Linked DNA regions of Mus musculus: regions 1, 2, 3, 4 and 5 are each linked to region 6. Evidence: chromatin contacts called from public promoter capture Hi-C data. All regions are on one chromosome and are shown on one strand. Each heading gives the region's core, a stretch centred on a gene start, on an enhancer-like site or on the middle of the called end of the contact. The rest is flanking DNA. Distances are from core to core; before and after follow the strand shown. Region 1 overlaps Gm41531 (a long non-coding RNA gene). Region 2 holds the start of Smoc2 (SPARC related modular calcium binding 2). Region 3 overlaps Prdm9 (PR domain containing 9). Region 4 holds the start of Rgmb (repulsive guidance molecule family member B). Region 5 overlaps Smoc2 (SPARC related modular calcium binding 2). Region 6 holds the start of Wdr27 (WD repeat domain 27).

Region 1 (4,200 bases), core at 745-3,244, 710 kb after region 6:
CACCATGTTGACCGAGTGTGGCTTCTGCCTCTTTGTTTTGCCAGTGACAGAAAAGGAGGTCAGACACGCTTGCATTTTCTAACCAAAGTATTCATTACAAGCTGGTTTTGCAAAATAACAATTCATTTGAGTGGTACTTGTCTAAGTCACAAAATCCTGAACCACTGACCTTCAAGAACCAGAGAGGATGAAGAGGTCCTGAATCTTGCTGTCCAGCCTGCCCATTGCCAGCAGAACTCCTAGACCCAGCCACAGTTTGCCGAGGATATCTCAAACAGCCTCCATCTGGCTGCTCTAATCCTTCAGTGGACTTTACATCTGGGTCTATCTATGGCAAAGCAGATAGCTGCTCCCCAAGGAGGACCTCCCTGTGGTTTAGCAAACAGAACATTTGAAGCTAAGTGTGGAAAGCTTACAGGGACTGCTTCTCTTTTGTAACAGGCTAGGCACCACTCAAGACCAACTCTGAAATGAGCCAGAGGGCTTCATCCAGTGTGGGTCAAGGGTGCCCCCTGCTGGCACTACTTCTCAAGTTGGTCATTTCATGAGCAAGAGGTTGAAAGGACTCTAGGTCTCTCCAGGCTCCTGGTAGCCGTGTACCCACTTCTGAGCACTAGAGCACAAGCTACTGACCCACCTCCTGGTAGGAATGAGAAAGTCTGTGTTTATTCCTGTCAGTGTGGCATCTCAGGCACAACGCAGCCTTTGCACACTGTTTCGCTGCTCCTCGTGCCTAACATACACTGACATAAAAATATACAAGTCACAGGACCACACATACATTTCTATTATATCTACTGTACAGAGTCCTCTTAGATAGATGCTTCTGGAATTCATAGGGTGGGAACATCAATCTTGGCAGGGACCCCATGTGAACACCTTCAGAGTGTGTCACAACTGCTGCCCTGCTCATGAAAGTGTAGGCACATTGCGGTGTGTGCTCGTGACACCCAGTCCAATACGGCGCCTCTGTGCAGGACTGGGAGAGAGAACGCAGGCCCGTTTTCTTTCTCCTAACAAATTCTCTAACTTAAACTGTCTCTGAGGGTTCCCTGGTAATCCAGAAAGTCGGGTCAGAAGCGGCCATCTTCATCCAGAACTTCTCTGTTCTGATGCTTGCTTCTTTAGCTCGGATGCCCAGCCAGGCTGAGGCAATGCAGCAAGCTCTCCTTGGAGACTCCTACAGGGGAAAGCTTGCAGAGGAAGGAGGGGAAAGAGCGGGCGCTGTAGGGAGAAAGCCTGCAAGCCAAAAAGAAAAAGCTCACAATGAGAGAGACCTTACAGGAAGAAAGCATTTGCAGGGAGAGAAGGGGAGCTTGCAGAGAGGCAGGGGAGAAAGAGGGGGGGAGGGAGGGAGGGAGAGAGAGGAGGGGAGGGGAGGGGAGGGGAGGGCAGAGGGGAGGGGAGGGGAGGGGAGGGGAGGGCAGAGGGGAGGGGAGAGGGGAGGGGAGGGGAGGGGAGAGGGGAGGGGAGGGGAACTTTAGGGGCAGCCCATGCATGGATTAGAAATAAGGAGCCTTGAGTGGGCCCTGCTTTTTCTGCTCTCCTTTGCAATTTGGAGCAAGGGCAAGAGAAGAAAAAATGAAGATCAATTAATTCACCGTCTGCCTAAGGAGGAGCTGGGAGTGGCTGTCACAGCTAACTAAGGGTCACAGGGTTCTCTGTGTTCTGCCAGCTTTCTTCTGAAACCATTCATCACTCAGGCTCCGCACTTTGACACAGCTTTTGCCAAAATCTTGCAGAAAGTTAGAAACGGAATCACAAAGTACTGAGGGCCTCGCACTGAGCCAGCAAGTCTGCAGGTCATTCTCCAGATGAGAAACCAAAACAGCTACAGTGCTGCGAGTGACTGTAAATACAGTCTTAGTGAGCAGAGCTTTTCACCTACGGGCTCCAACCAAGAACAGAACTTCTGTCTGCCCAGTGTGTGGTTAATCCTGCCTCCCTCCGAGGGAAGAGCACTAAGGATACTGCAGAGCTGTTTCCATTGCTCAGGCCTGGTCCCATTTATCATCGCCTGCGATGGCTCCTTGTTTGTACTGGAAGATGTGGGGTTAGATGTCAGCATCCATCGCAGAGGTGGTTAAAGCAAAGCATGGAGATCATCCATCAAGCGGCAGTAAAGGCACGGAGCCAAGAGCCTGCATCCACTCCCCAGCAAGTCTCTGCCTTCCCCTGGGAGCCACCCTGCAGCAGATCTCACCTGGGCTCCCAGCCAGGAGCCAGTGGGACGGTGCTGGGAGGGGGTGTGATGGAGTACGGGGCACATCCACAAGGCAGCACGTCTGGAACAACTTGGGGGCATTTTAAAGTCCTGATGGCCAGGCACACGGGGATCACATTAATACAAAGCCCAGGTGCAACCCACGCATCAGGTATTTTAAAGCTCCCAAGTGATTATCCAATTATCTGCACTGAGGACCGGGACCACTGAAGTTGGAAGCAACCCTGATCCCTGGCTGTTCTTTAAGGAGTCAGGTTACAAGGCAGAGAGGCCTGGGTCCTAAGGCTCCAAGCTCTTTCCAGAGTCTCTCAGTCAGCCTGTGTCCAGATAAGACATAAGATATAAACATTTGTGTACATACACTCCCCATAAGCCCTGGATGAGTGAATGCGCTCTGTCAACAGGAAATCTCAGGTGACATTGATTATTTTTGAGACAAGGTCCTCACTGGCCTGAGCCCCACCTGTTAGGGGTGACCATGCCTGTCTGTTCTCCCAACATTGAGATTACAAGTGTGTACCATAGCTCCTGGCATTTTACTTGGGTCCTAGGGATCAAACTCAGGCCCTCACTCTGGCCCCAGCCAGTGGAGTGAAACTTTACTCTTAAAATAATGTTTGTGGAACAGTGCTGTGATATGTTTCAAATGTCAAAATCGACTTCTTGCTTCAATAGAAAAGACACGTGTGCTATGAGGCAAACACAGTCAATTTGAAACCATACGGCTCAGAGTCTCCCTGAGTCCCGGGCCCCAGGATGGCCAAGTTATATAGAGGAAACACCAATGACAGCCATGCCCATGTGTCCTTCCCGAATTTGTAGAGGATACAACTTCATGGCTAGCTTCGTGCTACTAATGATGGGCGCGTTCATCAAAAACATCCATCTCTCTGGTGGTTGCTCATATGCCCTAGGAATCAACACACATTCCCCAGTCAAGTAAGAAAATGGATGGCTAAAGGAATGAGTGAGTGAATTAATGAAGGAATTAAAGTGAATAAGTACAGGATACTCATATGCACATACACACATACATACTCATACGTGCACACATACACACACATGCACACATAGACACACATACATACATACACACACACATGCACCACACACAGATGCACACACATGCACACACATACAGGCAGGCGCACACACACACACACACACACACACACACACATGGTTCACAGAGGTCTTTGTGCTTACAGATCAGCACCAGGGGAACCTGGAATATTACGCAAACAGGGTTGTTCCTTCAAGGAAAGGAATGCAAGCCCTATTACCTATGTACATGCCCACATGTACACTCACACACATGCATACACACATGCACATATATACACACTCACATCTGCATGTACACATACTCACACATGCACCACACATACAGGCACACACACATGCACACACACACCACACCACCCCCACTGAATACATGAATGACTAAATGGATGAATAAATGAGTGAACTGGTAAATGAATCAATGCTTAAGTGTATAATTGAGTGAACGTACGACTGTCTGAGTATGTGAGGAAGTACTTGCATACACCAGTATCTGAATGTATGTCTCTGGTTCACACACACACACACACACACACACACACACGCGCGCACACACACTCACACACAGACACCACCCACTCACACACATGCACACCACACACACCCACGCATACATACTCATACACACAGTTACTTGTACACTCTCTCTCTCTCTCTCTCTCTCTCTCTCACACACACACACACACACATGCACACACATGTACACTTGGCTAGAGGCTCCTGTTTGCAAGTGGGTATGATGCAGTGAAGGAGCTGTGGTCCCAGCCGACACTGTGTGTCAGAACAGAGTGGTGACTGTCCACCCATCCACCCGAGGATCCCTGAGAAGTCTGGACTGGAAACTTGTCCTAAGTGTCAAACAGGCAGAAATTCCTCAGAACAGGAATGAGCTTCGAGTTACAAAGAGAACAGAT
Region 2 (4,562 bases), core at 1,246-3,745, 660 kb after region 6:
GTGAACTGAGAGGCCCATTTATTTCTATGAATTGAATTCCACACACCCTTAAGAACTTAAGAACCCATGCACTTTTGCAAACTAACACTTCAGTCATTTACTAGAGGCAAAATAGAAACCTCATACATAGGAGTCCATTCTCTAGTTTAGTCTTTAGGAACCCAAAGACGTCTCCAACAAACAGAAGGTAACTTGAAAGGAGATTAGCAACCACGTTAGAAAACTCCAGAACATCTAACATTTCCCAGTGACTGATCACTCAAACTTTGATTATATCTGAAGTACTTTCTATTGCAACCACAGTCTTCATTTTCTAGATGGGGATGGCAGGGAGGAGAGAAGAATCCTGGCAAATAGTTTATAGCTTTAAATATTTCTCCTGGATGCAAAAGCAGCAGCATTTTATGTGTTAATGTGATTTTAAGACAAAGTGTTCTTGGGGAGTGCGGTAAATGGGGCACTTCCTGTATGGTGTAAGACCAACTCCCAGCTCCCGTAAAGAGACCCCACAAGCAGCTGGCACCCATGGAGCCCAGGAAACCTTGCAACAGTGTAAAGAGACAAAGGGGGAAAGCAATAAGTTTCCAGAAGGGGTAGGGCAAGAAAAGAAAATCTGTCCTGTTTACCAATCTTAGACAGAGAGGGGGGGGGCGGTGGGGAGAGAGCGCACAGAGGGTGAGACATGTCTACTTGATACTTTTAGAAAATAGTATAGTGATTACACAAGTCTGCTGCTTAGAGCTCAGATACATGGTGCTAAGACCTTTTGAGAACTGGCCAGTTTCCCAGTGGACTTTTTAAATTTGCTCGAAGTGTGTGCACGAGCTCTGTACATACATGAACATCTGTGCACACATTCATATATGAATGCATGCATGTCGTCCCTTCAGGCTCTTCGGGGTAGGGCAAGACTGGGAGTGAAAACTCCCTGCAGTTTCCAGCTATGGTTCTAATCTATCAGTCGCTCACGAGACACAAGGCAGGGCCCTAGGACTGCCCCAGAAGAATTTTAGGTATGAACAATGAACTCACTCAATCTTCCCCCTTTCAAGCTGCTGAGAAACAGGGAGAGGGGAAGAAAAAGCAACAGGCTGGCCAGCTTGCTTCACTTTTGCAAAAAGCTTCGACTCGTGGGCTAGCCCTGGTTTTCCATAGGCTAAGCACCCTCCCCAGGGCACCTACCACTCCAACACTCCTCTCCACGGGAGCCTGCTCACCACCTTGGTGTTTTCTTAAGCACTTGTTCAAAAACACGTTTAAGTGGAATGCTTTCGTTTCTGCAGATTGCATTAATTATGGGTTCCCTAGCGCGCGGGCCGCAGAAGGGCTGCCCGCCGGGCTCTGCAGACACCAGCCCGCAGGAGTGGCCGCGGTTGTGTTGGCCCGAGGTGGACGCGCTCAGCCCCCATCCACAGCGCGGCTTTTGGCACCTCACCTCGCGCCTTGGCGTAGCCAGTACTGCAACTAAGAGAGACAAACTTAGAGCGGTCAACCACAGTGCCACGCGCGCTCGGGAGCGCGCCCTGGCGCGCACTGCATCCTGCTCCTGAGGAGAGGACCCACGAGACCAGGGGCGCTCCTCTATGCCTCCTGTGCTGGAGATTGTTCCTCCTCTATGAGTTGTTTTTTTTGTTTTTTGGCTTTTGGATTTTGGATTTTTTTTTTTAAAGAAACGCGCTCTTTAATTCAATGTCATATCTGCTTCTTCCTCTCAATTAAGGGTTCTCTGAGATGCTCCGCCACAAGTGGAACACATGGGATGTGGCCCCTTTCTCCCCCATAAGGGGGGTTGGGGTACAAGGGGTCCTCGTGGCGCTGGAGCCGAAGATTGCCCGCTTCCTAATCCTAGGCTGGGTCGGTGGCGTTGGCAAGGTGGGCACCCAGTCCCGGTGAGTTCGCCCTGAAAGAGCTGAGGTGCATAAGTGGCCCAGATCCTTGTTCCTGTGCCATCTCATCTCGCCCAAAGTGGGGGACTCCAGGCACTCCTGCATGTCAACTCCCTTCTATCCTGGACTAGTAGGACCAGCAGCCCTTCACATACTGAGTAGCTATCGACCCTGGACACGCACGCTGTGGGACTCTCCCGAACCCACCTGTTGGGGATTGCTGGGCCACCTGCTCCCGGAGCCTTGTCCCAGAAGGAAGAGTGGGTTCTCAGTGAGGGACAACAGAGAAAGACAGGGGCGCGTCCCGGGACTTACCGTGAGCGCTGAGAACTTCTGCGCGGGCACCGGCGGCAGCAAGGCAGCGAGCAGCGGCAGCCAGCACAGCTGTGGCGGCAGCATGGTGACGCTGGAGGGGACCAAGCGAGGCAGACGCCCCACGCGCTGCGCCCTGGCACTCGGCGAAGATCCGGTGTGCGAACGTGCGGGCGAGCGGGCTAGAACTGCTCCGCGGTCCTATGGCCGCTGGTGGAGACCGCACGGCCCCTCCGTGCGCTCTGGCCGGCGCTCCCCGAACTGCCGCTGCTGCTGTCAAACAGCCCTAGTTTCCCCGGATCCTCCTGTCCCGCCCTCTTCGCCCTCCCGCCCGCAAATCTCCTCCCTCCGCCCCACCTCCCTTAGCCACCGCGCCCGCGCAGGGGCCGCCCGGCGCGCAGGGCTGTGAAGGAGACAGCGAAGGCTACCAGGACTAGGCAAGCGTGTGTTGATGCTGTTTGCACGCCTCCTTCAAGCCAATGCCAGGGCACACCTTACAGGCATGCACACTCACACTGGCTCCAAGAGATGCACTGAGCCCCACCCTCCTGGCCTAGGGCGCCTTCTGTCTTCACCTTGGAGGGTCCCCACTGTGCCTTGGCTCGCCTGTGGCTTTACATTCACCAGAATGTAGCACTCTGAGATGCTAAGTGGTCATTGGCTCCTCGGTAGGGCCTCTGAGAACACCAGGAGTCCTGCATCTTTCCGCAGGTTAACGAGGAGGGCGGGAGGGGTCTGAAAACAGATCTGTGAGGCAGATGACTTCCTTGAGTTGGGCAAACTTAGAGAAAGGTGAGCGCACACATTGATGTGGCCGCTTCAAACAGTTTAGGCAAGCATTTCAGGTGTTCGGCAGCAAGCGCATTTGAGTAGGCTTTTGACTGTGATAGAAACCAAGGGGATTTTGCGCACCAGGTCCTGCAAAAGGAGCATTGCTGAAATAGTTTAGCCCTGGCTGGTAGCTTCACAGGAAAAGGCCCTAATTCTACCTCACGCAGAAAGCCAGCTGGGAAGACTTTCGAGAACAAAGAATCAATTGACTTGTCAGGGCCTCTCTGTAGGGAGCAAAACAGCAAGCTCACCTCTAACTTCTCTCTCCTCTGCTGCTCTGGAGATTCCTGTGAGATCGTAGACCAATCAGAAAGCAGCTACCCTGCCCTAGCCCAACACGGGGACCTCTGGAGAAGAACAGCGCTGGAGCTCCAAAAGGATAGCCTTGAAGAATGAAGTCAACCGAGCAAACAGTCCCAACTTCATCAGGTGGGCTGTGCCTATTTTCAGGAGGTCATTAGGAGTGGGCTTGTGGACAGCTGACATTCCCTCACTGGAGGAGAGAACGAATGGGAAGTATCACTGGACTTCACCTCAGATGGCGGGTGTTCGTGCAGTTCTTCCTAATAGTTGTCCTTCAGGGCCTCTGGAGGTACTCGAGATCATGAGCTGGGGCAAATTCCCCGAGAGGGGCTCCATCTATGTGGGTGTGGAAGCCATCATCCAAGCTGTGTGAAGACTGGACTATGGATGCTCTGACGTTAATCACATTCCTGCAGTGAACCCCTCACCTATGCATGTTAGTAAGCACAAGCTCACTAGCTCCCCGTGCTGAACTCCCCATGGAATCCTAGTTTGTTTTGCCACTGGGGCCTTTTGAGGAGAGATAGATCTTGCTTATGTCTCCTCAGGAAAGGAACTCTCACATCACACAGGGAAAGAGAACCTTCTAGAGATGGCTGCTGAAAGAAACCTTCAAAACTCGAAATCTGTCAAGCCTTCAACACCCTTCCTACACTGAGGACATGGAGGAACATCGTAGCAAAACTCTTCAGGGTCAGACTCAGCCCAGGGACAGGCATGACTGAGTAAGCAAATAACATATACATTGAACCAAAAAAAATGATACAAATGTTGTGTACTTCTATCGTAGTAATGGTGGTGTGATGATGGTGGTGTGATGATGATGATGGTGATGATGGTGGTGGTGGTGGTGGTGGTGATGATGATGATGAAAATCAGCACATTCAAGAAGTATTTGGTACAAAACATTTTCCTTTTACCTTTTATTTCAAGGGTACAAATTATTAGCTGAAATGTCTTCTTGGGACTGAAAGTCTGAAAATAGCTTTTTGTCTACTCTCTTCCATGGGAGTGTCCAGCAAGTAACAGGCTTCATTTGCTCCCATTTTACAGATGAGAAACAAAACAAATAACTGTATGTCTTAGCCAGCCACAAAATCGGGGGCCGAGTCCAGATGTCCGAACTTGGAACTCTGGCAAGTCTATCACATCCCCTGGAGACGTGGAAAGCAGAAAACAACCCCTTGGCACTCACTGCCTTGAGTCCTCCAATCTCAACACATCTTTCAT
Region 3 (4,373 bases), core at 1,089-3,588, 600 kb before region 6:
CACTGTGGAGGGATTTGACATCTTTGTGTGTGAGCCGAGCTATTCCTCAGAAGTGAGAATGTGCCTGGTGAAAGGCTAAGGGAGCCATCTGATATGTTAATATTTCTCTTGAGTGTGAAGTACAACCATAGAAAGTGAAGAACAGTCACAAGTATGTTTTCTACAAGCAACATTGGCCTAACAAATGTTGGAATGTTGGCTCTCACATCTTTTAGAAATAGGATTGGGAGACCAGCTGTAACCTTTGGGATTTCTATTATGCCCTACTGAATGAAAATATTTTATACAGACTTTCCTCTTCACTCTTGTTCACAGTGTCTGGAGACACTATATGCTCAGTGGTTATAGAGACTTCAGTCAAGCTTTCAGACCATTCAAATTCTGTAACAGAGCTACTGGCTAATTAGTTTATGTCACTATTTACTGGTGGTTGGCTGCAGAGGGAGGCCTTCTAATTCCTCTTTGGACTCAAATCTACTATCTTCTTCCCTGACTTTAAATTCCACTCCAGGTTGATCTCAGGTAAAGATTTCTTCTACTGCTTTTTTGCAGATGTTCTAGGAAACTGCTTTAGCCTTCTTAGAAACAACTTCATGAGGACTTGTAGAAACAAATTCATATATACCGAAGCATGCCAGGGTTTGTCATCTTTTTGTCTTTTGTGGCTGGGTCTGTACTGTGTTTGTACAATTTACTCACAGCATATCTGACCTTCTTACTTTGAGGGCTAAACTACATTTTTATTAAATTATTCTTCCTTTTTTCATAACCAAATAAAATTGTCCAGAGGTGTCATCTTTTGGATCTAAAAGTTTATTATCATGTATCAAGTTTTGACGCGTACTGTAAAGCTGGGCCATACTGTCCAATTGCCCGTTTATCTTGAAGTCTAGGTTCCAAGCTAGAGTGTAACACATCCTGTTCCAAAACAGTCACTTGTACAGTCATTACAGAAGACATGTCCACACCCTTCTAAATGCACGGGCTCCTTCAGAATATTAGAGCAGTAGGAGCAGTAGCCTCTACAGGAGTGCAAGTACTGCGCGGATATGTACCTAGGAGCTCTAGGTAGCCGGCTTCATGGCCTGCATGAACCGGGAGGAGACTTTTTCCTGAAGCAGACCCTGGGCTGCAAGAATCACCTCAGATGGGTACACTCAGGCAGTAGAACACCGTTGTGTGGAGTTTCAGAGCCCTCAAGACATCTTGTGTTTCAATTCTTAAGCTAAGTGAAATACAATATAAATTCAGTGAATTTTTGAGAACTTCTGAAATTAAAGATCATTTTGTGTGCTTTAAAGTGTTATAAAATTTTTATGCTTTTAAATATTCTTTTTCTTTTCTTTTTTTTTTTTTTTTTTTTGGTTTTTCGAGACAGGTTTCTCTGTGTAGCCCTGGCTGTCCTGGAACTCACTTTGAAGACCAGGCTGGCCTCGAACTCAGAAATCCACCTGCCTCTGCCTCCTAAGAGCTGAGATTAAAGGCATGTGCCACCACCACCCGGCTAAATATTCTAATTTTAAAAGGATTGTTATATTTATTTTGTATGTATAAATTTTTGCTTGCATGTATATATATATGCGTGCAGTGCCTGCTGAAGCCAGAAGACAGTGATGGATCTCCTGGAACTGGAGTTATAGATAGTTTTGAGCTACCATGTAGGTGCCAAAATCAAACCCAGGTACTCTGTAAGAACAGCAAATACTCTTAACATCTGAACCATCTCTCTACCCCTAAATTTATTTCAAGTACTTTATGAACAAAATATATAACAACATATAAGTGCTATAAGGTTAGAGTCCAGAAAAAAAAAAAACAAGAAAAAAGTTTTCACGTACCCATCAACTTTTTTACTGAATTAGTTTATTCTGGTCCTTCCTTTTGGTTTCTTTTTAATTTCTTTCATATATGTAAATAATATAAATATGTCATCTGGCACTATGTCAGTTAGATGTCAGGTAAATTGTGGCTCTGTGCCAGGAGAGAAAAAATATATAAAATAAACAAAAATATTGAAATGCCTGCTCTTTAGCTGACTCATGGACTAGGGAAGCATGCATACTTGTACAGACCTATGCAGAGTCAGGAAAAGTGTTTAGAGACCCGTGGAGTAGACGTAAATATAAAGGCTATTGAAGGAAGATTTGGGAGGGGCAAGCAGATGGTCTCAGAGGAGATAGCTGTTGTAACTGTCTCAAGGCATGAAAGGGCTGCACTTTTGAGAACAGGTTGAAGTCATTTCATGGAAGGAAGCAGATGCCAGAGAAATGCATGTGAGCCTGTTAATGTAGAGCCTGTGAAGGTCCCAGGAGAGTGAGAGTGAGGCATAGCGGGGTTTCAGTTCTTTGTTCTACAATGATGCTTTGGCGAATTTTCAAAAATATAGTGCAGTGTGCAACCACCTCAGAGATTGCTTCAGTTTCCAGGGGGAAAGGATTGCATGCAAAGGACTAGTGGGCCACAGAGAGAAGACATCTGAGTAAGATGTGTTTTGAAACAGGGTTTTTGTTATATTTGAAATGGGCTAAATGTAAATGAAATAAGCATGAGTACTTGGTATGAGGAGAAAATTAACTTTCATTTTACAATTTGTGGATCATTGAGAAAGGTACTTTATAGCCAAGGTGTGGCAGCAGGAGCACACTTTTAGTCAGCAGGACCCAGAACATCCTGTCTTCTTTAACCTAAAGGAGAACCCCCAACTGACTATGTCTTAGAATGAGAAGACAATTTCAAACTCATATGCTGCTTTTATCAACAACTCTACCCAGGTACTCATAGTTGTTGATCTTCTAGCTGGATGGGCTCCAATTACATTTAATTTTCCTTTTTTAGGAAAATCCAGTAAGGGAAATTCCACCTAAGGAAGTGTTGTTATGTCTCCATAGTATGAAATAGGTGCAGAGAGTGCATAGGGAAAGGTGACCAGACACCTGACTAAGTGGAACTGGGTGAGGTAGGGTTGTTGGGTAAGGTAGGATATAAAAACCAAAAAGATGCTTATAGTTTGTAGGGCTTGCTTGCCGTTGCAGTTTACACCAAGAATAAGGTTGCTTCTGATCCTACTTGGAGGACATGTAGTTAAAATAAAAACAGAATAAAAATATTTGAAATGTAAATAAAGAAAAATCCAATAAAATAACAGAATAAAAAAATTAAAATAAAGGTGGTGCACACCTTTAATTCTAGCACTCAGGAGGCAGAGGCAGGAGAATCTCTGTGAGTTCAAGGCCACTCTAGTCTACAAAGCAAATTCTAGCATGGCCAGGAATACACAGAGAAACCCTGTCTCAAAAAAAACAAAACAACAACAACAAAAACCCCAAACAAACAAAAATGACAAAAAAAAAAAAAAACCCAAAGGATGATGGAATGCACTCACTGCACTTGATAGGAGACAGACAACTTGTGTTGGCTATAGAATCCTACCTCATTGACCAGATTGTCTTTGAACCATCAAACCTAGCTGGGTGTGCCTTAACTCATGAAGACTAAGTAATGGGGTAGGCCTGACCACATAGAAAATCAGATGCCTAAGCAATTTATTATATTCAGTCTCATCAAAAACTTTATCTTTCCACAGAACTAAGGACAGAAATTCATCCTTGTCTTTTGTGCTCTTTGGCCTTCTCAAGTCAGAAATTCCTCACTCAACATATGGAATGGAATCATCGCACTGAAATCTTCCCAGGAACATCTGCAAGAATAAATCCTAAACCAGGAGATCCCTGTTCAGATCAGCTTCAGGAACAACATGTTGATTCACAGAACAAAAATGACAAGGCCAGCAATGAAGTAAAAAGAAAATCCAAACCCAGGCAGAGGATTTCAACAACCTTTCCCAGCACACTCAAAGAACAAATGAGATCTGAGGAAAGTAAGAGAACTGTGGAAGAGCTCAGAACAGGCCAGACAACAAATACAGAGGACACAGTCAAATCATTTATTGCATCAGAAATCTCAAGTATTGAAAGACAATGTGGGCAATATTTCAGTGATAAGTCAAATGTCAATGAGCACCAGAAGACACACACAGGGGAGAAGCCCTATGTTTGCAGGGAGTGTGGGCGGGGCTTTACACAGAACTCACACCTCATCCAGCACCAGAGGACACACACAGGGGAGAAGCCCTATGTTTGCAGGGAGTGTGGGCGGGGCTTTACACAGAAGTCAGACCTCATCAAGCACCAGAGGACACACACAGGGGAGAAGCCCTATGTTTGCAGGGAGTGTGGGCGGGGCTTTACACAGAAGTCAGACCTCATCAAGCACCAGAGGACACACACAGGGGAGAAGCCCTATGTTTGCAGGGAGTGTGGGCGGGGCTTTACACAGAAGTCAGTCCTCATCAAGCACCAGAGGACACACACAGG
Region 4 (4,578 bases), core at 640-3,139, 890 kb before region 6:
TCTAAGAAAAGAAAGAAAGAAAGACAGACAGACTAGCACGTCATGAAATTTCAGCCTTTTTGTGCATTAATTTCAAAAACTCTACAAGGAAATAAGGCACAGATGACCACAGAGGGGACTAAAGCCCAAGCTTTCAAAGTGGGACAAAAAAAAAAAAAAAAAACGAGACTGTGGAAAAGTTAAATGTATCATTTAAATAAATACAAGCTGAGGCGATTTGCATAACAATTGGCATCCATTTTTGCATCGGCCAGTATTATGGAAAAGGGGATTGTGATGATTTGTGTCTGTGTTTATGTGAAGTCTAGCTAGCTGTGCAGAGGAGTGAAGAACTGGGCTGCATCAGAAGTCGCCTTCTGAGCTGACTCTCTGGATTTCCTTTGAACTCGTTTTCAACATTATGCTATGCAGCAGCTTGTCTTTGTGTTGGTAGAAGGAGAAGGAAAAACACAGGAGACTAGGCTTTAGTTTCTAAATTAAAGCTCTGCTGGGCTGATTGCTCAAGTGGCTTTTCAAAGGCAAAACAAGTGGGGACATTAAAATTCCTGTTTCTGTAGGACCACTAACTGAGCCCAACACCACCACCGCCACCTTTTGTTGTTGTTGTTGTTGTTGTTGTTGTTGTTGTTGTTCTCAATACCAAATAGAGCAGGTTCCAGTGTATCTTACAGACACCTTAAACGGACTCAAGGTATTTTTGTTTGGTTTGGTTTGGTTTGGTTTGGTTTGGTTTTCTCCCCAATTTGATTGGTATTTAGAGAAGATAACGGAAAATGAAATGCAAAAATCCAGACAGGGAATATGACGAGGGGTCTTTTGTTATTGAATTTCTGAACCTGGGAGTTCTGAGTCCTCAACCTTCCACATTTTTCTTGATAGTGAACCCAAGGTTCAGAAGTTAAACCCTCGAAGTCCCGCCCTTTTTTATACTACCCTATGCTGCCCCTACCGTTAGATGGAGAAACTGCAGGTAAAGGTTAGTGGAGAGAAGGCGATCTGGGGAGGATAAGGATTAACTAACTACCTGAGCCCAGATGCTTAGAGTTTTGTCTTAACTAAAGAAAACAAAACAAAACCGCACTCTTGTTCTAGAATGAGTGAGCTGCCGCTAACTATCTATGAAGCTCAAGAATCACCCTGGAGGTCTTTAATGATAAAATATTAAACTAAAAATAAGCCAGAAATTACAGGTTTATTTTTCACTAAACAGACAATTGAAATACATGGTACAAAAATAAGTGGTAAGATTATTGTAAATTGAAAAATGGACAGAATAAATATTCAATTTAATTTTCCATCTATGAGAATTTCACAATAAAATCATAATTTACTTTGTATTATTAAAAAAAAAAAAAAAAGAATCACCCTGGAGAACATAGCTCGATCTCCCCTCCCCCATCTCCTTCCACGGGATGCAAAGGACGTCGTCCTGAAACATTTCCTGAGCCAGTTCTTTTACAATACACTTTCTCATTTGGGTCTAAGGGGTTTCTTTCTACCCTTTCTCTCGACGTGAAGCCAAGTCATATTGGCACCTCAGGTGGACAGGAACGATAACCCTCTTGTGCTCGCACACGTCCAGAGGACCATCCCTGTCACCTCCTTCACAGTTACACGCAGTAGGAAGACCCTAGAGGATAGTTGGAGGGACGTGCTTTTGAGGGCACTGATGGACAGCTATAAAAAGCGAGGAGAAAAATCGAGGGGAGGGGGGTCTGTTGCCGTCGTGGCGGCGCGGAGTGCGAACACCGCACGCGTCCGGCTGACAACAGGCAGAGCCCGCAGCAGGACCGTGATGAGCCGGGTGGGTAAAGGCAGCGCTGCGGGCCCGGAGGGCGGCGCAGAGGGCGGCGCTGGCGGCGTGAAAGGCGCCTTTGTGCAAGCCGGTGTGTAGGACCGCGGGAGAGGAGAGAGCAGGACCTGGAAACGGGGAGAGGCGTACCACGCTCCCTGCCGTCGGGTCTCCAGCAGGACAGTAGGGTAGAGCGGTGGACTGGGGACCGGCGCTGCAGAGGTTGTCTGCCTCTGTGGCCGTGGGGCAGGGGTGGGAAGAGAACAGTTTGGAGGAAGTTGGGGAGAGGGACCTGTCTCCCCGCCCTCTCCGCCTAGGTGACAGAGAGGCCCCGCTGGCTGGCAGGGTGCAAGCACTGCCCCGGAGCTCACTCGGGAACCGGCATCTGGAGAGCGGCCCCCGGGTGGAGCCGCCCGCCTGCCGCCCACCTGGGGCAGAGTGGCGGGCGCGGCGTGGCCTCCCTCCTGCGCCCCGGCCGCGTGGCTTGCGGCTTATTTTCCCAGCTGGCAAGCGTCGCGCTGCAGACAAGGGAATGCCTGTGGTGAGTTGTTTATTTTGTTGAAGTTTGCGGTGGGCCCGGAGGACGGTGGGGGGGGGGCGAATAGCAGGCAGCGGCCGGGACTGTTTTGTTTAGGTCTTGGTCCACCTGTGTGGTATAAATCTGCCAGGCTCCGGGCTGTGGGGTCCAGGGTGAGAAAGCCCTGGCGTTCCAAAAGCTCCTGGCCACGTTTAATTTGCAATGCCTGGAACCGACTAGAGTCTAAGGAAGGCTGCTCCCCAACCCCCAGCTTTCCGTAGACGCTTCCCCTAAGGGACAGTCGCCTCCTATGACCTGGGAACAGCTGGCCACTGAAGTTTCCCCATTCCCTTCCCCATTCCTCGGGGGTAATGGAGCTGAAGCTTTAATGTGAGAGGAGCCCAAGAAAACAGAGACAAACTTATCGTGGGGGCGGGGGTGGTGTGAAGTTCGTTCAGGGGTGTTGGGTCGGACTGCTTCTACAAACTGGGATCCTGTGTTGGCCAATTTCCCAAACTAGACTGGTGAAAGGCTGGCTGGCTCCTGAGGGAGCCCATAGGAACCCCTGGGGCTGATGTTAGTACAGCCTCGGCTTCGTTTGCCTGGAAGAAAAGCCTAAATACATTAGTGAGAGGGTAAAGCTTTTAAGGCCTTCTTGGGAGTGAGTGGCTGGCTAATGAGAGGTTAATTTTGTTTCGAAGGGAAGGCTGTGCTGGTTTCCTGAGATAAATGGACAGGAAGCACATTACCTCCAAGCACTGGCAAGCGGCTCCCAAATGCTTTTTGCACCTGCCGCTTCTAGCCCTGAGAGCCAGAAGCGAGCCCTACTGGAGTCTGTTAGGGATCAAGGGGCCGGGGATGCAACCCCTTGCACTCTCCGTGGTCTCTCTCTCTTTCTCCAGGGGCTCAGCGCTCACACGGAGCCCTGGGGCTCTTCTCTTACACCTAGGTCCTGCGTGTTCCGGAGCTCGGGGGCATCCTGATCCCGCTGAGCCCCTTCCAGGTGCAGAAGGGTTAACAATGATGTAAGTACAAGCCAGGCGCTACATGCTGCTGGACTCTGGGCTATTCCAGCCCCTTATTTTCAAACACTGTGGAGCAACGAGCAGCAGGGGAGCCCTTACTCCGGAATGGGTTACACAAATAGCTTATTGCAGACTTCTCTGTCCTGGGTGAGCTGTTAAGCAGAGACCCTCATGTTAGGTTTCTGGGTTTGGAGATACAGTACCTGGGGAACAGTTAAGACACTATGTAAGGATTTGGGAAATGAAACTGCATCATGTTTAGAATCTATTAACGTTTCTGGCATCCGTTTTAATTACCCAATTGCATGCCCATGGTGTAGTATGCTTTGCTGGGTCTCTTAGATGCACTGTTCTGTTCTCACCACTCCTCGAAAACAAAGGGGAAGAGAGAAAGAATGCAGATGGCAAGACACAAGGTGGATTTGGGGGTTGCTCAAGTTTCCAGTCATCTCACTTTTTTTCCTAATTAAAATGTAAAACTTTTATAATCCTCACATTTGTTCTAGCTTCCTCCCTGGGTTTTTCTTTGTCCCGTCCCAAATTCTGCTTTAACCTGATGCATGGGAGCTTTGACGAGTGGCCACCCTATAACCAGCCATTCAACATGCTCTTGGTTTCCAAGCTGATTTCAAATCTTGCTAACTAACATCCAGATTCACCCCAGACTGTATCAATGAACCCGATGTCATGAAAATAGGAACCACCTTGTACTTTATTTTTAAAAAAAATAGCATTTTCCTCTAGCAGCTGAACACTTCGCTGTAATAAAAAGTGAATTGTTAGGCATACATGTCTTAAGCTTGTCAAATTTTACAACAGAGGTGCAGTAAAACACCTTAAAGATGATTCTCCTCCCCCACCACCACCACCCCAGTTTTTTTTCCTTGATATCAGGATTTGAAGCAACTCGAGGGTGCCCTCTACTGATAAGAATATCTAGACCCCCTTGTATTTAAAATATATATATATATATATATATATATATATACATACATATATACACACAAGATAGTGCAGAAAAAGCGAAGTCATCAGCAGAAAGACTCCAAATTGAATGTACTGATCTTTAACCTTTTGTTTATATGAGATGTAATGATAGCCTAATGTACCTTTGGGGATATAATTAAATATTGAGGTAAGAAAACTCTACACTTTGCTGTTAATCAGCTATCTAAAAGCACTTAAAATCTTTGTATAAGAACATTTTGCCTGCATGTGTGTCTGTGCACCATGTGTGTGTTTGG
Region 5 (4,234 bases), core at 349-2,848, 630 kb after region 6:
CTACTGCTTCTTTGTCTATATCCCTCTGGTCAGAAGCTGCAAATGTCAGTCTCAGCACAGGGCCCAGGACTTGTAGCCTACAACATCTTTTCCCTACACCAGGGTCCCAGTCAGTCTCAGTTTGTCTCAGCATCTGCTGTAATATCAATCATATCTACCACAGAGGATTGGCAGGATTGGTGAGGATACTCCTATACTGAGAGTTAGAATCAACCTAAACTAACTTCGCTTCAGTGTGGCAACCTTCCCCTGAAGTCCCAGCCCTCGGGCAAAATAGAGTCCAAAAAAGACTCTCCTGCCGCAGGAGGAAACATGTGGATCTTTCACAAAACTCGCACATCAGTTTCCATGGAGTAAGACAGAACCTGAGCAAGGCAGGTTCTGAGAACCGGGCAGTTGATGTCTAGGAGGAAGGAAACCTAGAGTTCCTCCACCATCTTCTCCAGACTACAGCTTCTTTCATTTCTTTATTATGTAGAAATGCCCTTTTAAATATATTTAAATGTACCAACATACAGTCTAGCCATGTCTCATAAATAAAACTCAGATATTGCATCTTAAAGCACTAATAAGTAGCAGAACCACTCTCTCTAAAGCAGGACCAGCTAAGAGCAGACAATGTGTGCAGTTCAGGGCCCTTGCTATCGCATGTAAGATAAGAGAACAGCTGGACCACACACCACACTCCACAGCTGTTCCTTTTCCCATGGACAACACCAAGAAGCAACTGGATAGAAAGCTAACCCCCCAAATCCCATGACACATTAACTTGCACACACTCATGAACATGTTGCCGTCACACATTCATACACATGCACGCACATGTGCACACACATACACACATGCCCACAGACATGGTCTCTCTCAAACAGTGACATACACAAAGACATACACTCACATCACACACTTTTTCACACAATGCTCTCACACACGTACATGCATTAACATGTACACACAGACACACACACACACACACATACCACTCCTACTCCCACCATGCTGCTCTCCCAGCAGACACCAGCAAGTGCTCGCAGACTCAGGAGAGAGGGGCACATGCTACTTATTCTTAGGACTTGAGAGGTCACAAAGCAAAGAGCCAGGACTCTGTCTCTCACTCACAAGGTGCCCCACGTACTATCAGCTCTCTCAGAATATCAGAGAAATTACAGCAACAACAACAACAACAACGTTTATCTATACACCTTCGGTGCTTCAGCTCCAGCCATGCTTCCACAGAATGATGGGAGGAGACAGCAGTGAAGTCAGAGAGAGCAGCGAATCCCACCCAGGGCTGTGGAGAGTGACCTTAAATGTCCAGCCCACAATGGCTATCCATTTAAGCAGTGGGCACCAGCTTCCCCAGGAAGGAATCCTCCTGCATCTGGGCCCATCTGTTCCTCATTGACACCAAGACTTGAAAAGTGCAGGCCCACAGGAAAATGAAGCCGCACATACTGCAGACTTCGAGCTAACCAGCCTTAATTGGGACTCAGAAGGATTCTAACTTAGCTCAACGTCGGTTAAAGATCTGCAGTCAGCAGCAGCATCACATGCTGAAGTCTGTAACGAACGCAGATGTGCAGACCAGAAACCAAGGAAAACAAACTCTCTGGTTCTGAGCACTCAGTGGTGCCTTGCGCCTGAGCCCCGGTGTTTGACAACACAGAAACCCAGGCTGATTTACAGTGTGTGCTGAAGCCAATGTCATGCCAATACCTCTCCGCCAAGCAATTCCACTTCCAAACTGCATGGAGTAAAGCTTAGAACTGTACAGAAATACACATGTGCATCATCAGCCACCGAAATATTAATCAAAATAGCAAAATAAGACTGAGGAAAGCAAAGTCTCCAATACCAAAGCTTCACCCAAGAAGGCAGCAGAGGCTGAGGCTGTGGAGCCTCCGAGGCAGTGGCTGCCCAGGATGCACAGGGCTTGATCCAGTACAAAGCAAAAAAAGGTAGCAATGACAATCACTATTATATCTGCAGACGTCAGAAGTATACTAATTCACGTCGTGTAAAACACTGAACAGTTCTGTCTTACATTGTCAAACAATATTTTAAAATGTAAATTTAGAATAGGGTCCCAGTTTTCTGATCACTATATGGAATATCACACACACAAGCACATATGTACATACATACACACAAATATGAACAACACACAAAACACACATACATATACACACTTATATTCAAAACACAAACATATATGCATAACACATGTACATACAGGCACATATATACATACATACATACATATATACATATATGTACAATACAATATATAAACACATATATTTACGACACATAAACACACACATGCACATACATACACACATATATTCATAACACACATACACATATATACATACATACACACATATATTCACAACACACAAACATATAGGCACATATATACATACATATACACATATATGCACAATACACAGATACACATATATTCACAACATACAAATGCACACATATATAAATATATACATACACACATATATTTACAGCACACATACATACAGGCATATATATATACACACACACACACACTCCATAGATGAAAGCTTGAAAAATTCTCAGTAGCTAAAACCTGTCAGAGAGATTGGTCTGTGAGTCACTCAGACTTTCTTCTCTGTTCTCCTAAATGTTGCAGATTTCTTCAATGGACTTCTCATCCGGTTTTCTTTTGAAGTCATTCATTTTTCATCCACCTTATTTTTCCCACCTTTAACTTGTGAAGCACTTAAGGCCCACTGAAAGCATACAGCAATATGCTTGGCACCCCGGTGCATGGAATCAGTGGTGGACCAAGAGTAAAGCTTGCATTAGGAAAAGAACATTAAACTGTAAGCAAGCTAGACATCTAAAGACAACCAGCAATCGTGTGTCCCCTGCCTCTTCACACAAGAGACATTTTCTTACTGGGACTGGGGAGATCAGTTATATATAAGGAAAAGCGTGGGTCTGGTGAGTATTCCCAAGGCTGCCTTGCATTCTGCAGAATTAAAATCAGAAGTAAATGGGTGACTTCCTCGTTCCACCCTTTGTGTCTCTGTGGTATGGATAGTGGTGTCTGCATTACCATCTTGATGCTCATCTGTGGGAAATGAGTGCCAACCTGAACGGTGGCCATGTTGAAGCTTTGTCACAACACTCCAAGGGCTTGGCATAACCTGTCCCTCAGGGAGCACTAGCTCTTTACCTTAAGACCTTTTAAGGTTGTCTTGTCCCAAACTTATCCAAGCACCATCCAACTCCCCATCTATCTACTTGACCAAGGCCACTGAAGCCTATGGAGGTAGCCTTCCTGTGGGAAGACCTTTCTTTCTTGTCTCCTGTACACACTGTGTACACAACCAGTTGTCCCCTCCCTTCCCTCCTTCTCCCCTCCTCTCCCTTTCTCCTGTCTTTCTCTTTTCCTCACCTACCTCTTTACTGCTCCAACCATCAAGGCTACCACCTCCTTCACAGCTGCATCTTGTCATTGGGCTGACCGGACATCCTTGTCCACTAGCAGGACTCTACACCCAAGCTTCCTTCATCCCTGTATCTGTGATATGCAGGGACTACGGGCAAATCTGCACTTGGTATCTTGGGAATAAAGGAGGGGGGTGAATTCACCTGGGTCCACAGGGAGAGAAAGGGAAAACGCCTGGTGGAGTGAGTATGCACTAGGCTACAACATGGCTGCCTTTGAATCAGCACAGTCTAACTAAGCCAGGAATGCAGCCCAGACTTGAACCTCTATCTTACCTGACTCTCAGCTGAGTGGCACCAGGCATCACTGAGACAGAGTCGTGGAAGGCTCATGGTCTCCTGACAGTGTAAAGCAAAGGCCTCTAGGCTCTGGGGTCCACCACGTGCACTGTGTTCTGTGGTTCCCACATGACTGCATGCCTCCCACACTCAGACAAAGGTTCCCTGTAAGCCACATGTGCTTACATGTGACAGCACCGGCTCTGTACTTGCCATCCCATGCCTGTGTGGCTGACTTCACCCTAACTATTGTTTCCCAAGTGGCACGAGACAAGTGCCAGCATGCACGTCTCAAGATATGCCGGTATCAGAAAGAGGCAGAGGTAGCCTGGTATCCATGGACTTCTGGGTTCTCACTTCTTCTCCCAGGAGCTGTGCAGACAGGACTTCCTCAGAGCCTGGTCTCTGGGTACCCATCAAAGGAGAAATTGATAAAGTCACAGCAGAGCATATGCTCCAGGCC
Region 6 (3,958 bases), core at 1,218-3,717:
GGGATAGAGAGGGAGAGAGAGAGAGAACACTGTTAGAATAGTGGAGGAAAAGGCCATAGAAAGCCAGCTTCTTTAACATGTTCTACATTAGGAATTGTGTTGTTGAGCTTTCAAAAGCATGATGGTATTTGAATTTTCAGAAGGGTAACAGTAGTTTTGTTTAAGGTACAAATGATTTTTACAATGCCGTTTGGCCATGCACTAACGTTCACACTGCATTGGTTACACTGATTAAGGGTTGTTTACATTCTCTTCCTTGGCTTAAGGAACCAGTCTGTACTCCCTCCCACTGAAAAATCCCAGGGAGTTATCACTACAGATAGCTCAGGAATGAGATTAGATGGTTTGTACTCAGTCCTATAAAAATAAAATTCCACTCTATATTAACTAACAATTTTTCTCCTAGGTCGCTGGATTTGTGACTGTTGTCAGCGAGCTCCCCCAACACCCAGGAAAGTGGGCAGAAGGGGGAAAAACAGCAAAGAGGGGTAAAATAGGCTTTGACCCTCATGTTTGGGATATTTGGTGCCAATTTATTTACAACACTTTCATTTTTATGCCAATAAAAACTTTTTTGAAATTAACGATGACCTTAAACATCAAGTTGATTTATTTCTTTATTAGCAACTTCTACCCTTGAAACAAAGTCAGAGAAATGGCTCATTTCCCCAGGCTTTAATTTCATAGTGTTGTTTTTTCCAGAGATCAGCAGAAAGAGGTAGTAGCAACTTAATTTGAAGTATTTCTTCTTGAATATAACAAAGTTACCACTTGTTATGACTCTGTCTTGACCTGATTAGGTAGTATCATAGTTACCTAATAACCAGAAAGCTCCAATCTGGCTAAGCAGAGGAAAGGGCAAATGGCCCAAGATCTGGTACAACAGGATTTGGACTCTAAATCACCAGCACAGCAACAGTTTGTCAATACTTGCTGCCAGGAGAGCTTGCTTGGGTATCAGGTACCATACCCCTACTGTGCAGAGGCTCTGGGAAGAGCGAACCTGTCACTGCATTTTCCACCTGGCTTTAAAATGTTAAAGACTTTAAAACTCGAAGTGCTGTACTTCATTTAAATGTCTATAAATTCTACAGTCATCAACTTCTGCACCAGCAGTAAAGTTTAATCTGATTTATACAGCCTGTTACTGTAATCTTCTTACTCACCTGACTAACCAAAATGCATTTAAACATTTTATTGAGCAGACTCCTTTTTATAGGAATTTTAATCTCTAAAATATTGTGCTTGCTGCTTTTCCTGCTTGGGGAGTAAACTGAGGTAACAAAACTGTATGGCTTTATTTTTCCATCCTAGTCTAGAAAAAAGTAACCAGAGTTTCACCAGGTCAAGTAGCTAGGTTCGCAGCAAACTGTAATCGCTCTGTGAAAATAAGGGTTTGTGCTCCAGCATATTCAAGGGATCAGAAGAGAATTTCAAGCACCAGTTTCAAAATGCTAATCAATATCGTCCAGAGAACTGATTCCTCCTCTTGGGCTGCCTCTTCTGGAGCGTAAGCCTGCTGCTGACTGGCTCCTGTTGGGTCAGTGAAATAGGCAGCCTCTCCGAATGGGTACTGATCCACAGTTCTGTCATAGTATACCCTCATCTCAAAGTCGCTCTCATGGTGAGAGGGGTGTCCATAAATTCCTATCCCGACCGGTCGCTGGAAGTGTGCCGGTATAGAGACCACATCCTGGCCGCAAGTGACAGACTGCAGCTCATAGTCGTCGAAGCTCGGGTGCGGAGTGCTGTCCGACACGTACAGGTCCGCATCCCCTCTCAGGCTCTGCATCCTGAGAATAATTTTACCCTCATGGTTCAACCGCAAGTAGCTGTAATTCCCGGCTCCTATTTGGCCCTGGACCACGTGCAGAAGGAGCCACTCCTCCGGGACGTCGTCGTCTTCCAAACATTTTACCAGGGTCACCACCTGGGACGCCAGGATCATCAACAGGGCGCGCCTCCAGGGAGTAGCCATCGCTGGGGCACTCAACTCGGGGACTCCCTCATCTGCAGTCGCTGTGCTGGGAAGGTACGGGTGACAGGCGTGACCCGAGGTGCTCGTCCACGCAGACCAAGATTCGTGCACCTGGGTCCCGGGAACCGACGGTGGGGAAGGGGAAGGAGAGAAGGGATAAAGAGTAGGGAACAGCAGAGAGGGAGGAGCAGAGGAGGCGGGTGGGAAGAGGGAAGCGGTAAGAGGGACCTTAGGACAGGCCCCTGGGGGCGCAGGTGTCTGGAGAATAGCGAGGTCGCCAACCCCGAACTCACCGCCACGCCCCGCAGGCCACGCAGCACCCGCAGCACCCGGGCTCAGCCTGGAACTCGCCCCAGCTGGCGGAAAAGAGGCCGCGCCCGGAAGTGTGGTACTCCGGAAGCGAGGGCTTTTGGGAACCAACTCCGGCCTAAGGGACCGGAAGTGAGGTAACGCCAGGCTCTCGCGAGAATAGAGCAGCTTTCCCCCGTAACCATAGCGACGCGGCTGGCGTGGTCGGTGAGTTCCGGGGAAAGTGGGCTGGACGGTCGGTGAGGCTGCCAGGGATTGCAGCTTGCGACAAGCTCCCTTGAGGGGATGACTGGGAAGCCTGCTCCCGGATGGCGGAGGGCCGAGCCGCGCCCGGTCCAGCCTTCTCCTCCCGCGCCCCCAGAGCCGCGCGTGAGTGGCCTCCCTAAGCCCTGCAGCACAAGCCCCTGAGTGCGGGCAGCACCGGGAGGGACACTTTTGGATTTGTCTTAAACCATGACAGAAGGGAAATATAAATTTCAACATGAGAACTACTAGTAAGAAATGATTCCTCCCCCCCCCCCAAGCCCACAATTGCCATCACCCCACCCCCCACATTTTTTTGGGAAGTAATTTAGTAATTAGAAAACTTAGTGTACATTTAATCAAGTTTAGTGGCGAGTTCTTTAGCCTTTGCTTTTTCCAGCTTGGCAACGCGAGCCACAGACTTAGGGCCCAGCACGTTGCCTCCTCAGTGGCGACGGATCTCGTTATATCTGTGATTACAATTGATCCTAATAGCTTCCACCAGCTTAGCCAGAGCACCCTTGTCTTCCGGGTTAACCTATGTGAAGGCAACAGTGGTGCATTTCTTCCTGTGGACCAGGCGCCCCAACCTGGGCAGGACAAGCAGGAAAACCACCAGCTCAATGGGGTCTACATCATGGGCAATCACCACCAGCTGAGCCTTCTTGTTCTCCACCAAGGTGGTGACTATATTGACTCCTGCTCAATGGACAGGTGGTCTCTTAGTTGGGACGTCGCCTTTGCCAGCAGCTTTCTTCTCAGCAGGGGCCAGTAGCCTTTGCTTCTTTTGCGTTGTCTCTGGCCTGTACTTGTGGGCAAGCTGTTTGCCTGTCCAGGGCCTGGGTGAACTGGTTAATGGCAGGAGGGACTTTGAGCCGCTTGTAGAGGATGGCTCTTTGCCGCTGCAGCATGATGTAGCGGGGCCATTTGATGAAGCGTGTAAGATCTCTTTTGGGCTGGATGTCCTTCCCAAATGGCGAAATTCGTGGGCCTTTTCTCAAACTAAGGATTGACCACTTTTTTGGCCTCCTGGTCCTTGACACCGGCGATGCTCAGGGTCACCTTCTTCCCTTGGCTGTCTTTCCTTTAGGCATCTTGCTTGGCTGGAGGAGAAAGCATGCACACAGTTCTTAAGACTAGATTTCATGTCTGGAGACTTTTCCTGGTTTATAAATGGGTGGAAAGGCAAGAAGTTCTTTGTCTCATTTTACAAGAACACCAATCGCATCAAGGAGGTTCCACATTCAAGACCGAGATTACCTCCCATTGTCCCTCTGAGCCTTAAGACCATCATCACCTTGGAAGACAGAGTTCAATATGGAATATTTGTGGGAGACACATTTAAATAAGAGCATTAGGTAATACATGCAGTATAATGGCCCAAAAGTTCAAAATTAGTAGGCCAACAAAAGCAGGATACCAGTTACT

The links. Promoter capture Hi-C pulls out the DNA fragments that hold promoters and counts their contacts. Capture Hi-C pulls out chosen DNA fragments and counts their contacts.
Region 1: a contact with region 6 is called in a promoter capture Hi-C map of hippocampal neurons, with 9 times the contacts expected there. The contact joins the enhancer-like site here to the promoter of Wdr27 in region 6. A contact is called at or near these places in 17 of 39 promoter capture datasets (the 3T3-L1 cell line, 3T3-L1-derived adipocytes, cranial neural crest and 9 more) and 6 of 115 datasets of contacts at active chromatin or transcription factors (cardiomyocytes, embryonic forebrain, embryonic limb bud and 3 more).
Region 2: a contact with region 6 is called in a promoter capture Hi-C map of embryonic stem cells, with 4 times the contacts expected there. The contact joins the promoter of Smoc2 here to the promoter of Wdr27 in region 6. A contact is called at or near these places in 10 of 39 promoter capture datasets (3T3-L1-derived adipocytes, cranial neural crest, embryonic stem cells and 5 more), 6 of 115 datasets of contacts at active chromatin or transcription factors (astrocytes, craniofacial prominence, embryonic limb bud and 3 more) and 1 of 9 other capture datasets (adipose tissue).
Region 3: a promoter capture Hi-C map of pre-B cells shows a contact between it and region 6. The contact joins the enhancer-like site here to the promoter of Wdr27 in region 6. A contact is called at or near these places in 8 of 39 promoter capture datasets (the C10 cell line, fetal liver, hematopoietic stem and progenitor cells and 4 more), 2 of 115 datasets of contacts at active chromatin or transcription factors (bone marrow-derived macrophages and embryonic stem cells) and 1 of 9 other capture datasets (adipose tissue).
Region 4: a promoter capture Hi-C map of adipose tissue shows a contact between it and region 6, with 3 times the contacts expected there. The contact joins the promoter of Rgmb here to the promoter of Wdr27 in region 6. A contact is called at or near these places in 3 of 39 promoter capture datasets (liver and pre-B cells) and 3 of 9 other capture datasets (adipose tissue, liver and macrophages).
Region 5: a contact with region 6 is called in a promoter capture Hi-C map of embryonic stem cells. The contact joins the enhancer-like site here to the promoter of Wdr27 in region 6. A contact is called at or near these places in 14 of 39 promoter capture datasets (the 3T3-L1 cell line, 3T3-L1-derived adipocytes, the SN4741 cell line and 7 more) and 2 of 115 datasets of contacts at active chromatin or transcription factors (craniofacial prominence and stem cell-derived neural progenitor cells).

The regions. Positions count from the first base shown.
Region 1 is chr17:14,229,150-14,233,349 of GRCm38.p6, reverse strand. The region is part of intron 1 of Gm41531 (a long non-coding RNA gene); the gene reads right to left. Among named protein-coding and RNA genes, the nearest start is that of Gm41531, 5.2 kb to the right of the region's middle. Within about 2 kb of position 1,994, at least 16 of the 459 cell types and tissues checked have an H3K27ac peak or open chromatin away from gene starts, as enhancers often do.
Region 2 is chr17:14,277,439-14,282,000 of GRCm38.p6, reverse strand. It overlaps Smoc2 (SPARC related modular calcium binding 2), which reads right to left and starts at 2,495. Exons shown (of 13, transcript NM_022315.2): 1 at 2,202-2,495. The coding sequence starts at 2,285. Gm52280 (a long non-coding RNA gene) reads left to right here and starts at 1,490. Exons shown (of 3, transcript XR_003952216.1): 1 at 1,490-1,889; 2 at 3,313-3,458; 3 at 3,881-4,153. It overlaps Gm34567 (a long non-coding RNA gene), which reads right to left. Exons shown (of 4, transcript XR_385414.4): 4 at 4,239-4,562.
Region 3 is chr17:15,544,571-15,548,943 of GRCm38.p6, reverse strand. It overlaps Prdm9 (PR domain containing 9), which reads left to right. Exons shown (of 10, transcript NM_144809.3): 10 at 3,584-4,373. It also overlaps the pseudogene Gm18564. Among named protein-coding and RNA genes, the nearest start is that of Prdm9, 17 kb to the left of the region's middle. Within about 2 kb of position 2,338, at least 18 of the 459 cell types and tissues checked have an H3K27ac peak or open chromatin away from gene starts, as enhancers often do. A contact at or near this core is called in pre-B cells, where this site is marked.
Region 4 is chr17:15,828,376-15,832,953 of GRCm38.p6, reverse strand. It overlaps Rgmb (repulsive guidance molecule family member B), which reads left to right and starts at 1,889. Exons shown (of 5, transcript NM_001372257.1): 1 at 1,889-2,333; 2 at 3,259-3,334. The coding sequence starts at 3,330.
Region 5 is chr17:14,306,520-14,310,753 of GRCm38.p6, reverse strand. The region is part of intron 1 of Smoc2 (SPARC related modular calcium binding 2); the gene reads right to left. Among named protein-coding and RNA genes, the nearest start is that of Gm52280, 28 kb to the right of the region's middle. Within about 2 kb of position 1,598, at least 15 of the 459 cell types and tissues checked have an H3K27ac peak or open chromatin away from gene starts, as enhancers often do.
Region 6 is chr17:14,941,633-14,945,590 of GRCm38.p6, reverse strand. It overlaps Wdr27 (WD repeat domain 27), which reads left to right and starts at 2,467. Exons shown (of 25, transcript NM_175173.3): 1 at 2,467-2,494. It overlaps 1600012H06Rik (RIKEN cDNA 1600012H06 gene), which reads right to left and starts at 2,407. Exons shown (of 2, transcript NM_026451.2): 1 at 2,272-2,407; 2 at 1-2,024. The coding sequence starts at 1,978. The coding sequence ends at 1,421. It overlaps Phf10 (PHD finger protein 10), which reads left to right. Exons shown (of 12, transcript NM_024250.4): 12 at 407-597. The coding sequence ends at 492.